Linked DNA regions of Mus musculus: regions 2 and 3 are each linked to region 1. A link is a contact called in public HiChIP or PLAC-seq and promoter capture Hi-C data. All regions are on one chromosome and are shown on one strand. The core of a region is the stretch at or near the end of the contact, and the rest is flanking DNA. Distances in the headings are between cores, read along the strand shown.

The links. Promoter capture Hi-C pulls out the DNA fragments that hold promoters and counts their contacts. HiChIP or PLAC-seq counts read pairs in DNA pulled down with a chosen protein or histone mark.
Region 2: a contact with region 1 is called in an H3K27ac HiChIP or PLAC-seq map of embryonic stem cells, with 2.8 times the contacts expected there. The contact joins two enhancer-like sites. A contact is called at or near these places in 3 of 39 promoter capture datasets (hippocampal neurons, liver and neutrophils) and 1 of 115 datasets of contacts at active chromatin or transcription factors (embryonic stem cells).
Region 3: a contact with region 1 is called in a promoter capture Hi-C map of the C10 cell line, with 3 times the contacts expected there. The contact joins two enhancer-like sites. A contact is called at or near these places in 3 of 39 promoter capture datasets (the 3T3-L1 cell line, the C10 cell line and pre-B cells) and 1 of 9 other capture datasets (liver).

The regions. Positions count from the first base shown.
Region 1 is chr10:20,151,729-20,156,018 of GRCm38.p6, forward strand. It overlaps a transcript of Map7 not described here. Among named protein-coding and RNA genes, the nearest start is that of Map7, 17 kb to the right of the region's middle. Within about 2 kb of position 2,008, at least 14 of the 459 cell types and tissues checked have an H3K27ac peak or open chromatin away from gene starts, as enhancers often do. A contact at or near this core is called in embryonic stem cells, where this site is marked.
Region 2 is chr10:21,052,778-21,057,067 of GRCm38.p6, forward strand. It overlaps Ahi1 (Abelson helper integration site 1), which reads left to right. Exons shown (of 24, transcript NM_026203.3): 20 at 2,204-2,366. Among named protein-coding and RNA genes, the nearest start is that of Gm20149, 11 kb to the left of the region's middle. Within about 2 kb of position 2,149, at least 93 of the 459 cell types and tissues checked have an H3K27ac peak or open chromatin away from gene starts, as enhancers often do. A contact at or near this core is called in embryonic stem cells, where this site is marked.
Region 3 is chr10:19,461,799-19,466,088 of GRCm38.p6, forward strand. No RefSeq gene overlaps it. Among named protein-coding and RNA genes, the nearest start is that of Gm33104, 23 kb to the right of the region's middle. Within about 2 kb of position 2,208, at least 28 of the 459 cell types and tissues checked have an H3K27ac peak or open chromatin away from gene starts, as enhancers often do.

The sequences.
Region 1 (4,290 bases), core at 758-3,257:
TGTATTCCTGGAGTCCTCCTGCCGAGCTCGCCACCTCAGCCTCCTAAGTCCCAGATTCCCTGTGTGTCCTCTTTCTCAGCCACAAACAGCAACTTCTTTCCTGACGCATTCCCTTTGTATTCCTTTTGTATATAATTACTTTGAGGTAGAATCCAACCTTGAGTGGTTCTTAAATTATGTCCTTGTGCTAAGGCTGTATTTCAAGACTTGAGGTTAAAATCTCGGGTTATTACAGAAACAATACCTGTGATATGTTCAAGATTAAAGGCCTATGTTTGTGTATGTATAGGACTCAAATAGAGTGAACTTTGGCAGCATAGTATGTATTTAAAGGGTACTATATCAATGCAACATTCAGAAAACAGTTCTGCAGATATGTTTAGCTTTTGCTCAAGGGTTGTGATGATGTTATAATTTTTACAATTATATTATTTTTTAAAAAGTCATTTTTCTTGAGGTAGAACCATTCTCTTGGTTTACGGGGGTATTTTCCTTGTCCATAGTCAAAGGGAAGCAAGAACTAGAAAATGCTGTTGTCTTAGAAACAGATTTGTGTTTCACCACTAGAGGATGTCAAGTCCTTTTTATTAGAATATTATTTTGAGCAAATTCCTAGGTCATCACATCACAAAACTAGGAGCTGGAATTCTGTGTGTCACCTAGTATGATTCCAAGCTATGGAAATCAGCTACACAGAGCAAATCCCATTTGCCAACCTCCTTTAAAAAGACCACAGAGCTAAAGTTTCATGCTGCTTTTGATTAATCTGTGATGCCCAAAGTCTGATGTGCAAGGAATAAATTAATGCCCATATGTTTTGGTGAGATCTGTTGCCATTCTATTGGAAGATATTACTTACAACCTAGAATGGAGTTTGTTTGTTGTTGTTGTTTTTAAAAATCAGGATTCTTGGTGGAAAGACTTAGACTCCCCCCCTCCCCCTTTTTTTTAACATTTATTTATTTTATGTATATGAGTACACTGTCACTGTCTTCAGATATACCAGAAGAGGCCATCAGATCCTATTACAGATGGTTGTGAGCCACCATGTGGGTGCTGGGAATTGGAACTTGGGACCTCTAGAAGAGCAGTCACTGCTCTTAACCACTGAGCCATCTCTCCAGCCCAGACTTAGACTTTCTTACTGTGGTCATGTATCTTGTATGAAATTTTCCAGAGTAAAAAGTGATCTTTATTTAAGCCAGAAGGGCCTCTGTTGTCCCCAAATAAGCATAGAAAGTAGACACTCAGGTTGTGCTTATGCTGTGACGTAAGCCCCTCCCTATTGAAATTCAGATCCTAGAAGCTAGAATTGCTGCTGCTTCAGGGGGCAAACTTCACATCTCGCTAAGTCAGTGGTTCTCTCCTGAGAACCACTGGTAAGTTGAAGAGAAGTCAGCTGTTGTCATAGCTTAGGTATGTGTGTGAAACGCAAATTTACACTGGCATGGTCTCTAAAGAATTCACACACTTGTGTCATGATACCTGAAAACAAATTATTCGAAGAGCTTTAAAAAACATACTCAAGTCTTGTTAGTACAAGAACTAAAGACATCGAGGCTTAGACTAATTTAACCAAGAATGTGTACTTTCCATGGGTTATTAAAATGACGGAGTTTGGAAGGTTGATGAATATGATCTTTGAGTTTAGTAAGGAAATCCACAGGCCAATGTGTACGGGTCGTGAGGGTTCAGTGGAGGAAGGATGGACCACTCTGGCTGTGGTCATCCCGGAGCACCTGCTGCAGCTAGCACTTAACCGCCAAACAACAGGGAGTGATGTGTGGTCAGAGGGAGGAGGAGGGGAAATAAAGGCATACAGGAGAGGAGCTAAAGTTTCTTGACAGGACAAATGTGAAAGGCTCAAAGTGAGTGTTCAGGGAAATCAGTTAGGCATGATGGATATGTTGAGGCCAAAGGTCAAGCCAAGAGGCTAGAACAGTATTGTTGGAGCAGGAAGGCTTGTCTTGATAAAGCTTTGTTAATCAGAATTAAAGAGCTGGGTTGCACAATTAGCACAAACACACCCTCTCCTAGGGAGGTCCTTTTCCTCCTACCCTGCCCATTTGGGACAGCTGTGCTTGAGTTCGGGAGGTGCCGGTTTGCTCTGGAACCTGGAAGGAGAGCTTCTTTTCAGAGCAGCTGTGTAGACCAGATGGAGGAAGAAAGGAGAGAGAGTTTGGTCTCCAGACTTAACTCTGAGGTCCCTGGATAGAGCTAGGTAGGCACTGGCCTGTCAGTGGGTATAAAAAAAGGAGGCCGGTTTGGGACTCTGAGATGTCAGAGGATCACAGGTAAAAAGAAGACACAAGGCGATCCACTTTTAATTGGTTCATTAGTTTAAGCTTGACCCGAACATATTAGTGAGTACAACTGAGTAAAAGAAAAGGTGGAAAAGTGTCAGTAGTGATGCCAGATAGTTAACTGGTGAACCTGCAGGAACAGACACGAGGTCAGGTCTGAAGGCCACTCCAGGAAAGATCAGAAAGAAAAACTGCAGACAGGATAGACAACCATTCAAAATGGAGGAGGGACAGACAGCCAAGTCAGAGAAGTGAGAGATGCCCAAGAGGGACAAAAAGGTCAAACATTCCAAAACTGAAATGATATTTTAAAGCCATTACTTTGGATTGAGGTTTCCACTGGTTTCTCCTAGCAGAGGAATTTCAGTTGGTCCAAGAGTTGGGGGCACATCCTTTATAATAATGATTAATAGATTGAGCATTGGAAAGATGAGATAGCCCAGTAGACCGTTCCATAAAAGTTGCCAGAAAAAAAAAATCAATACATTAGAAATTCTCGAATAAGTAGAGGTGGGTTTTTTGTTTTTGGTTTTTTTGTTTTTTGTTTTGTTTTGTTTTGTTTTTTCTGAGACAGGGTTTCTCTGTATAGCCCTGGCTGTCCTGGAACTCACTTTGTAGACCAGGCTGGCCTCGAACTCAGAAATCTGCCTGCCTCTGCCTCCCGAGTGTTGGGATTTAAGGCATGCCCGGCTAGTAAAGGAGTTTTTAATTGTTTTTTAAATGTGTTGTTTCAGTAGACTGTCAACGTAGCTATAGATGTATAACCATCACTGTCGATAGGGCTTAGAGTCTTGTCTTCCAGAGCTCCCTCTGGCTCATTTCCCACCCACTGATCTATTTTCCATCTTTGCTTTGACTTTTCCCAGAGTCTTAAGTGGAAGCATACCATGTAACCTTTGCAGGGGTGCCGCCCCCCGCCCCCACAGCCTAATGTATTTGAGATCTGAGCACACCGTGATGTGCATTGGTAGTTCCCTGCCCTAGCACCTAGTGCTTCCCTGTCCCCAACTTAAGGACGTCCAGTCACTCCTAGGTTTGGGTAGGAGAAACAACTGTTGCAAATATTCGTATGTTGGTTTTTACGTCACTGGTTTCATTTATGGCAGATACTTACATTGTTGTCTCCAATGTGATTGTGTAAGACGTTGCCACTTCTAGGGTGGCTGTACACCTTTTTCTGTGAGCGTCCTGTGAGATTGTTCTGCATCCTTTTCGGCCCTTGTATATTTTGTTGATTTGATGGTTTTCATTTTAGTCACTCCACTAAGTTTTTTAAGTAAGCTGTAATTGCTTCAAAGTGAGATATTTTTTGCTTGATGCTAATGCAGTCTCTGAAATGAGGTCATGTTGAGCCCAGAACCCAGGGTTCTGTTTGGTGGCTTGCTGTTCTGTGATTCTGGGAACTGAGCTCAGGGCCAGGTCCATATCAGACAAGTTCTTGATCACCAGCTATATTCCCAGCTCTAGAGTCTGTCTGACGCCCATCTTGGCTTCATCTCCTTTTCTCTTATCCCCAAGGCCTTTCTTCCTTCCTGTGCAGCCTGTGCTCTGAGATTGTGAGCCGACGCACTTTCACACAGAGGACCCGTGCCAGTGCCCTTCTCTCTCCTCTCCGGGGCATCTGTACTCTCATCCCTAGACCTGACAAGGAGCTTTTGTATTAGAATATTGTAAATAGCCTGGCGTGGTGATGCTGGCCTGCAGGGCGGGCTCCCCTCATGGTCTCCATGAGTCTACATAGTAAGTACCAGGCCAGCTAGTGAGACCCTGGATCTAGAAAAATGAAAAGAAAGCAAGCTGGGAATACTGGTTGTATATCTTGTCTTGTGATCCCATTTCTTGGGACTCACTCTGTTATCAAGATGAATGCTTTGTGTTAATCTCCAGTTTGTGAAATGCTCTCAGTGCCTGTAGTCTGTCGCTGAACTCTTTATCTCTGTCAGGGACCAGGTCTTCGTGCTTGTTGCAGTGAGACTTGTTCTCCAGT
Region 2 (4,290 bases), core at 899-3,398, 900 kb after region 1:
AGTGGATTTTATAAAGCTTTTCATTTCCCATATCTTACATTACCAGCCTGAACACACCAGCATATCTTTAAACATTTGTTATAGAAAGAATTCATAACTATGCTTTCAGCTCAAGAGTCAAATCATATTGCAGAAAACAATTTTGCCCTACATATATGCAGGGGACACACACACACAGTATCCTACATACATGCAGGGAACATAAATACATAATGTCCTACACACATGCAGGGGACATACACACAGTGTCCTACATGCATGCATGGTGGTTACATACCACGTGGAGTATTACAGAGAACAATCACTGAGAACCTTCCAAACAGACATGGAGGCCTGCCATATCAAAAGAATAGGCCAGATACTATTCATTGGGGATAAACCTCTTATTGGGATTTTGCCTACTGTTGTTTGGTTGATTGGTTTTTATTGTTGTTGTTTGTCCAGTTTTGCTTGAACACTTAGACAGTAAAATCTTGTAGCTAGAAAGGTCATGATTTATTTATAATTTACTGCCAAGTTCAACCAAAGAATACGTTGTTTCAGATGAGAAGTTGCTAGCATTTTAGATGCAAGCCCATCCTTGCATACCACATCCTTGCATACCGCTCAGCAGCTTCTCCTGAGCCACGTCCTTTCTGCCATGGCTTTCCAGCCTGAGAAGAGAGTCTAGCCAAAGATCAGGCTCCGTGGCTGGAATGTAGACTGTTGACTTGGCAGGCACTTCATTGCCTCGCTGGGTAACAAGTCTGTGCCTAAATGGCAATAATACCATGGTGACATGCTCCAGGAACTGTCCCATTGCTTCAGAGCATGGGCTCTCAGCCTTCCTAATGCTGTAGTCCTGAATACAGTTCCTTCCTCATGTTGTGGTGACCCAACCATAAAACTGTTTCATTACTACTTCATAATACTATAATGTGCTGCATTGGATACTAAGAAAGCATCCACTGATCATTGGGTATATACCATTGATCATTGGGTATATACCATTAGAGGTATAGTGGGCAATCTGAAGCCAGGCCTGTCTTATGGAACCCTGTCTCTCAAGAGACTCTTTCATCAGTGGATGCTTATGAAAATTTAGTGAAAGCTAAATATCCATTACTAAGATATCTATCATCAGGCATTGATATATTAATGTCAGTTATTGATATATTAATGCTATGTGTTAATATAGCATACATATTGTCAGTTCGTGAACTCTAATCGAGGGTGGAACACCATGCACATTAGGATTTAAATAGTCAGTGAAAGAACCCATCAGCCTAGTTACAAAGACCTACAGCGGTGTGTTTCCATGATACAGTTTTGTAACATGGACATTTTGAAGCCTTGTTTGGGAAAAATGGTAAAGTAAGCATATTTATACACATGAATGGCATGTGCATGCACGCCGCTGTGCCCCACTCTCTACAGTGCACCGGGTCTGGGTGGACTGAGCTCCCCCAGATGCTAGAAAGGGCTTTTAAACCCTCAGCCAGGCAGCAGCACCAGTTTTGACTTGTGCTTTTTTTTTTTCTTTAAACAAAAACAAATCAAATATAAGGGGTAGTGTCATAAAACAAAGGAGAGGATTGTCTTAGGACTTCTCCTCTTAGTTCCTAGCTAACAAAGATCAGCCTTTACAGGGAAGTCAGGAGATTTAGGCTGTTGGTATAAAAATATCAAAAGCTGTTTTTCAAGAAAAGTTTCTCTCAAAAAGAGACTTGAGCAGTCAACTCGGGATGGTAACGGAATTAAATGGCCAGGTTGTCCCATTGAGCCTTTCCTTTTTGTAATGCTGATAACCTGCATTTTTCTCTTTCAGATGCATCTGCTTAGCACACAGGACAGGACCTAAAGGAGTTTTATAAAGTGCTTAAGGGAATGGTGTGTTATGGGTTTTGTTTTTTGGGTTTTTTTTTTTTTTTGGTTTTTTTTTTTTTAATTTGCTTCACACTTTCAAACTTTAACATCTGGTATTTTGAAGCTAATCTTGGTGTGTTGAATGTTCTTAGCCATTTCTCAATCCCACAGTCTTTTATCTTGCTTCTCCTGCTGTGTTCCCACCACCCCTGATCCTATTAGCAACCCCTGAGACAGCCTCAGACTTGCCAAAGTCCTGCTTTGGTTTCAGCTGCTCTTCTGCAAGAGGAAGTGAGTGTTGGGGCTTTTTCTGTGGCACAGTTGTGATAAAGCTGTGGTGGTCTTATCTCTCTCTTAGGTAGTGGCTCTTTATGACTACACAGCCAGCCGATCAGATGAACTAACCATCCATCGTGGAGACATTATCCGAGTGTATTTCAAAGATAATGAAGACTGGTGGTACGGCAGCGTAAGAAAGGGGCAGGAAGGGTTCTTTCCAGCTAATCATGTGGCCAGTGAAAGTAAGTGCACGCAGTCTTCCTGGTACACTATGATAGAACGGAGCCCAAGATGTGATCATTCACTACTCTTTAATGCATGTATTGTCTATATGACCATTGCTTATGTTTAGCATGGAATATTTTTCATCCTCATGATGGGAAAACTGAAAAGGCGATGCACTAGTATGCCAGAGAGCTACTCAGCTCTGAGATTGGAGTGCCTGCTGACTGCCCTTGTCATGCCCGGGGAGCCTGTGGCAGCTGCCCAGCTCTGCTCCCGCCACAGGGGCTGTTGGTTGATTAGCGGCGTAGGAACTTCAGCTCCCTCAGCTCCCACTCTACCTGTGTCCACCTCAGCTCTGGCCGGGGTCTCCGTAGCAACACCAGTGAGCGGGGCTTGTTCCTTCTCAAGTTCACTAAATGAGAAGAAGAGAGCACAAACACTTCCCAGTGAGGCAGACATGGCTTTTGAAAGCTGAAACTAGGCTACCGCAGGGAGCCCAAGGTGGACTGTCCTGGAGGAGGGGCACCCAGCAGGGCTGCTTCTTCGGAATGCATGCTAATTACCTGTCCTAATTGCCGCTGCTGGCCTGGTGGCATGCTGGGAGACCTGCAGCCCACGCGCAGCTTATACTGACCTAGGGGACTTCTTCGCCTTTGAAATAAGGACTTTGAGCGACATCAGCTACGCTTTCGTACACAGACACTGATATGCTGGTTCTGATTGCCTTTTGTTTCTGCAAACAATTATTTATTCCTAATCATTGATTTTCATGCTAATCTTTGAAGCCCCGTTTAAAACATATTATGACTGAATAAATGGACTATTAATTCCTGGCTTAAGTTCCAGAATTTGAGAGTAAAAGGATATTTTTTAAAATTAAAAGGAGGAAAAAGAATGTCTTCCTTGATTGTCATGCTAGGCTCCATCTAGATGAAGTGACTTCCCTTTAATGTCACACACCCCCCCCCCCCCCCCCCACTTACTGCCCACTGGTCCTTCCCAAAGCTGTAGGCTGGTGTCTGTCTTGCTGCAGCTCCCTCCTCCCCTTAAAAGTGCCAAGGAGTGCAAAAAGTACCCACTTTCTGTCTCCTGCAACACAATTTTTAATTTTCTACTTGTCCCTGGTTTGTGTATTCTGTAAGGAACTAATAGCTTGTAAACTCTCCTCAAGGCGAGTTCTTTGGCTAAAGAAAATGCACACTGGAGAAAGCTTTAGGCAGGGTGAAAGGAAGTTGTAGGAAAGGTAACTCCCAAATAGACTTAAGACCGCTTTAAAGTCCTCTCCCACTTGTAACTTCCTGACAGGCATTAACATCCAAATGTCCCTCAGCAGCTCAGTTCCTGAGCCAGCTCTGGTTCAGGCCACAGCTGGGCTGCACTCACAAGAGCTGCTGTGTGCACTCTTGCTGGATGGAGGGTGTCTGACTGACCAGGAGTTCCAGCCTGTTCCCATGCATACCAGGGAAAGCATTACAGATAGGCTTTTACTTGCCAGTATAAAAAGATCACGCCTGCAGAAAGAAAGCCATAGGCTTGCCTTCTTCAGAGGCCACAGACATTTAATGTGCAAAGAGTTAAAACGTAAGAAACCTTATTTTCCTTATCGAGTAGCCCTCCCACAGGGGTGGTTGATGGCAGTGTACAGAGGTGGCTCCTTAAGTCATTGCCATTCTGCAGTAACCGTCTCTCACTGTGTCCTACAAGAGTCAGCGCTGTCTGCACTCGCCACTGTCGTGAGAGCCTCGGAATCCTGGAGAGCTCAGTAGCCGAGTCTCACAAGGCACAGGTTCTCTCCTCTCCTTTTATCCTACTTGTTCCCTGAATTTAACAGAAGGTCAACTGCATTTTAGCAGTAAAAGGGGAAATGACTCTCAGCAACATAGTCCATTCTAACAATAGTGGGAGGGATTGTCCTTGATCTTTATCTGAATCCACGTATGC
Region 3 (4,290 bases), core at 958-3,457, 690 kb before region 1:
TCAGAGAATCAAGGGCATCTCATAATTCAAAATGCATTTAGCTCCTATGTAAGACTCCTCAGGCTCTTAATAGTTCTGGCATTGTTTTGAAAAGTCCCACTGTAAATCTGGCTAATCGCCAGTGGCCAGAGTGGTCAAAGCCCCAAGGAGAGACGCTAATGGTATTATTTTGCTAAATGAACATATTGCCAACCTGATTTCTAGATACTGATCTCCATACCCCTAGGCCGGCGCAGCAGCTCTTGTCGCAGAGGGTGGCCATTAATACAGAGACTCACAGTTGAACAAAATACAGAGAATAAATAAATGCTGAGTTATCAGCTCTAAATGGAATATCTATACCACACCCACTCCCCTTGAGAGTCAGGGGATGTCATGAAAGAAGAGGTAGAAAGATTGTAAAAGCCAAAGTTTGTCAAGATTCCAGTGGGGGTAAAATGTTTTCTGGAGGTGGTGGGGCAACTAAACTCATGAAGCCACAGCAGCTACAGTTCCATGAAGATGACCTGTGTATGCTCAAGTCAGACAAATGGATTAAGGAAGAGACACATAAAATCCAGTCATAACTGGGAACTTATTATTACTGAAGACTATGGAAGTGGGGGGAGAGAGTGGATTTTCTTCTGAGATGTGACCAGGGTAGGTTGCTCATGCTCCAGGAAATGGCTCTACACTCAAACAAGCATAGACAGCACTGACTGGATTCGGTGGGTCAGTTTTTAAAATAGAGAGAGGACATGGCGTCGGGAGTAGGGCAGCATGGTGGTGGTCTGAGATGAACTAGAAGAGGGGATTTGGGGATAGGTATAACCAAAATACACTTTGTATATGTATGAAATTACCAAAGAATAAATAAAATGTACTCCCAAAATCAAATAAAGAGCACAAAGTTTCTCCATAGATTCTAGGCAAAATGTGAGTCCCTGTGAAATATTTTTCTAAACAAGTTCTTTTCATCCCTCCAACACACAACAGCATAGCATAAACAGTCTCATGCCAAAAAGGAAGAACGGAGGTACGGCAAGGAAACGTTAGATCAAAGCAGGACTGAAACCTTCCATGGCCAACACAGAGCCTCACAATTCCATGTTCCACATCTGGGGCTCATCATGGAATCACTCGAGTGGTGCTACCCCTCCAGCTCTTCTGTCTGCACCAGATGTAGTCTCTCTCGTGGGTAGTTCCACTCCGTGCCTACAGCTTACTTGGGTATAAACCCCATACTCCTAGCATCTCCAATATCTTGGGGTCTTCATTGTGATTTAGACTTTACTTTCATGGCTCCATGCAATGAAAGTCTTTCAGTGCCAACCTGCTACACACTGGCACCATCAGCTTCCTGGAACATGGGGGCAAGCCTCCATGAATTCATAACTCTTAAATTTTCCAGGTCTACAAAAGCAGGTACCATATACAAGCCTCCCAGCTTAAAATGTAACATCATCCCCTTCAGCCAGAGCTGTAGTGACTTCTATATGGCTTGGCAGCTAAGCCTGGGATACCGCTTTCTACTCATTGTTTTTAAGTCAGGAACCCTTGCCCAACATTCTCATTTAAAGCTGTCTCCTTTCAAATAATTGCGTTTTCATACATTGGTGGAGGTTCCTGCCACAAAGAGTGAGTGATTGTTCTAATAGCTTTGACCGTTGCAGCTGCTTTCTCCTGCTTTGTATGAAGCGTAAAACTCACTCTTACTAGATTGCACATTAACTTTCCATTCCCTCTCATTGTAGAAAGGCAATAACTATACCACAGCTTGAATTTCTTCTGCAGAAAAACTTAGTGTAGAGTCTTTGGATCCATTCTAGCCTCAAGTTTTCAGGACAGGAGAAGAAAACAGCTAGATCTTTTTGTCATAATATGAATAACCTCAAGCCCAGCCACTCAAAGAGTTCTTGTTCCCTTCTTAGATCACATGAATACAGTGTTCACTGGCTTCCTTCTATTGGCATTAAAACTTCCACGCTCCCACCAGAATGACCCATTAAGCTCTGCTTACAACATTATGGGGATTGTTTTACTTACAGATACAAATTCGTACCATGAATTGTCTCCAGGGCCTCTAATCCCATGATAAGGTTTAACACAGAAATAACTCCAGTCTTGATACCAGTTTTCCATATTAGTTACTTTTGCCGTTAATGTAACCCAATGTGTGACAAACAAACAAGAGACTTGAGAAATCAGGTGTTTGTTTTGGCTCATGGTTCAGAGAATGAGATTGGTCATGATAGAGAAGGTACAGCAAAAGAATCATGAAGAGGTTGATCACCTTGTTTCTGTCGTCAAGAACCAAAGAAGAAAGAGTGATGTCATCCCATTTGCTTTCTCCCTCTTGTTCAGCCATGGACCCTAACTAGCCCATGGGATGGTGATCTCACACCCCCTTAATTATTCCTCTTTGGCACACCTACAGGTTTGGTCCCTTGGATGATTCTAAATTTCAACAAGTTGACAGTCAAGATTAATCATTACAGAAGTATTTGTGAATATTGTTTAAATTGGGGAGACTCTCTTGATCTACATAAGGAAGGAACAAATCTACAAAGCTTTCTAAACTGCCATGGGGAAAAAAATAGCCCTTTTTGTTAACAGTTCATTGGCTTGCCTGTAGAACATAGGTTAAGATTTTCCATGCAGGATTCTATTATGCCCACAAACATGATAATGGTTCTTTGTCTGTTTGTCTTGGACAAACAGGTTTTAAAAAAACATAGACTCTAATCTATAAAACATGAACCAAATTGACAAACATGAAGGTGGCTGCAAACCAGTTATTTCCCAATCCCAGAGGAATTTGTCGTCAAGGACCTGACTGTGTATGAAAGGAATGCTGTCTTGTTTCTGAAGCAAACTTTTCCGACAAGTCAGAGCATGAGCTGTCTGAAAGGAAAGGGCTTTTTATGTTTTTCTCACAAACATGCTCAGACATAGCTTTTCTTTCAGCTAATTAAGCTGTTTTAAAGCAAACTGGTCAAACAGTGACATCCTGGTGGGGAGCCATGGAGTCAATTGCACGAAATAGAGAGTAGGACACTCGGAGGATGACTTCGACCATTGTGCTTTCTGCCTGAATATTTTCTACTTGGTCAATGCTGCCAGAGTGACCCCATACAATTGGGAGAATTCAAAGCCACTGACCTCAAGAGATGCCATTAAAAAAGGCAGCCACAGAATAAGATTTCATGGTCAGAAGCTAAACTTACTCTCTCTTACCAAGTCCTGAAGCTTACAATATTTTGAATATATGTTTTCTTCCTGTTGTTAGCATACTGCTGAACAGCTAAATAAAATAAAATAAAATAAAATAAAATAAAATAAAATAAAAAACACAGCCATTGGTAGTCCCCAATGTAAAATTCATTTTTCTATAAGAGAAGTTGTTAATTACACACAAACAAAAACAGCTCCTAGGTTAACACTATGTAGTATTTAGAACACATTTCTTTCAGCCAAACACACAGTAAGAATAATGAATCCTCTAGAAATGTTAGTTAAACATTGGATGACACGTATTATCCTTCGAAGCTGATGGGCATAACATGATGGTGGTTTTGACATTTCTCCAAGCCAAAGCAAAAAGAAAACTGTGAAATTGTCTTTATTAATTGCAAGATCATTGAAAATGTTTCCCCTTTGTTCTGTAATTTTAAACCCCAACACATTAGATCAAGGATAGAAATGGGTGTTTTGAAACTGTGAAAATGTTTATAATTTTTTTTGACAATTCATTATGTATTGCCAAGTAGCATGGTGTTTTTATAACCAGTGCTCTTCTGGAACTAATGACAATGAAAACCACGTGGATCCTCTTGTAGAAACCAGATGCTGGGGTTTTTGATAGGACAAAAGAAACTGGAGAAACAGTTCAACACAGAAGAAGCAATGACTAAGTTGTTGCCTTCCATCTATTTATCAACAAGGTGGTTCACTATCATATCCACATTTATGTCAGAGGTCTTAAGTGTCTTAAGTTTTCTTTTGATGATCTGTATACCCAACTTGTTCCTCAAACAAGCAATCCACCGAAATGGATAATTTTGCTAGTAAAGAGAGAGGTGATGAAGACCCACCCTTGCTTAAGAGGGGAGTGACTGACAACAGATTGTCTTGTTATCATTTGTGATTAAAAGAGAAGTTGTGATATCTAAGCTCCATAGTTTCACATCTCCACTCCACCACCTTAAGCATATGCCTCCGTTTCCAAACCAGGGGGAGGTTAGTAAGAGAGTGGATCTCATTGGAACTGGGAGCAGTTGAGCTGAGATCTGTGTAGGTTGCAAGAATCAT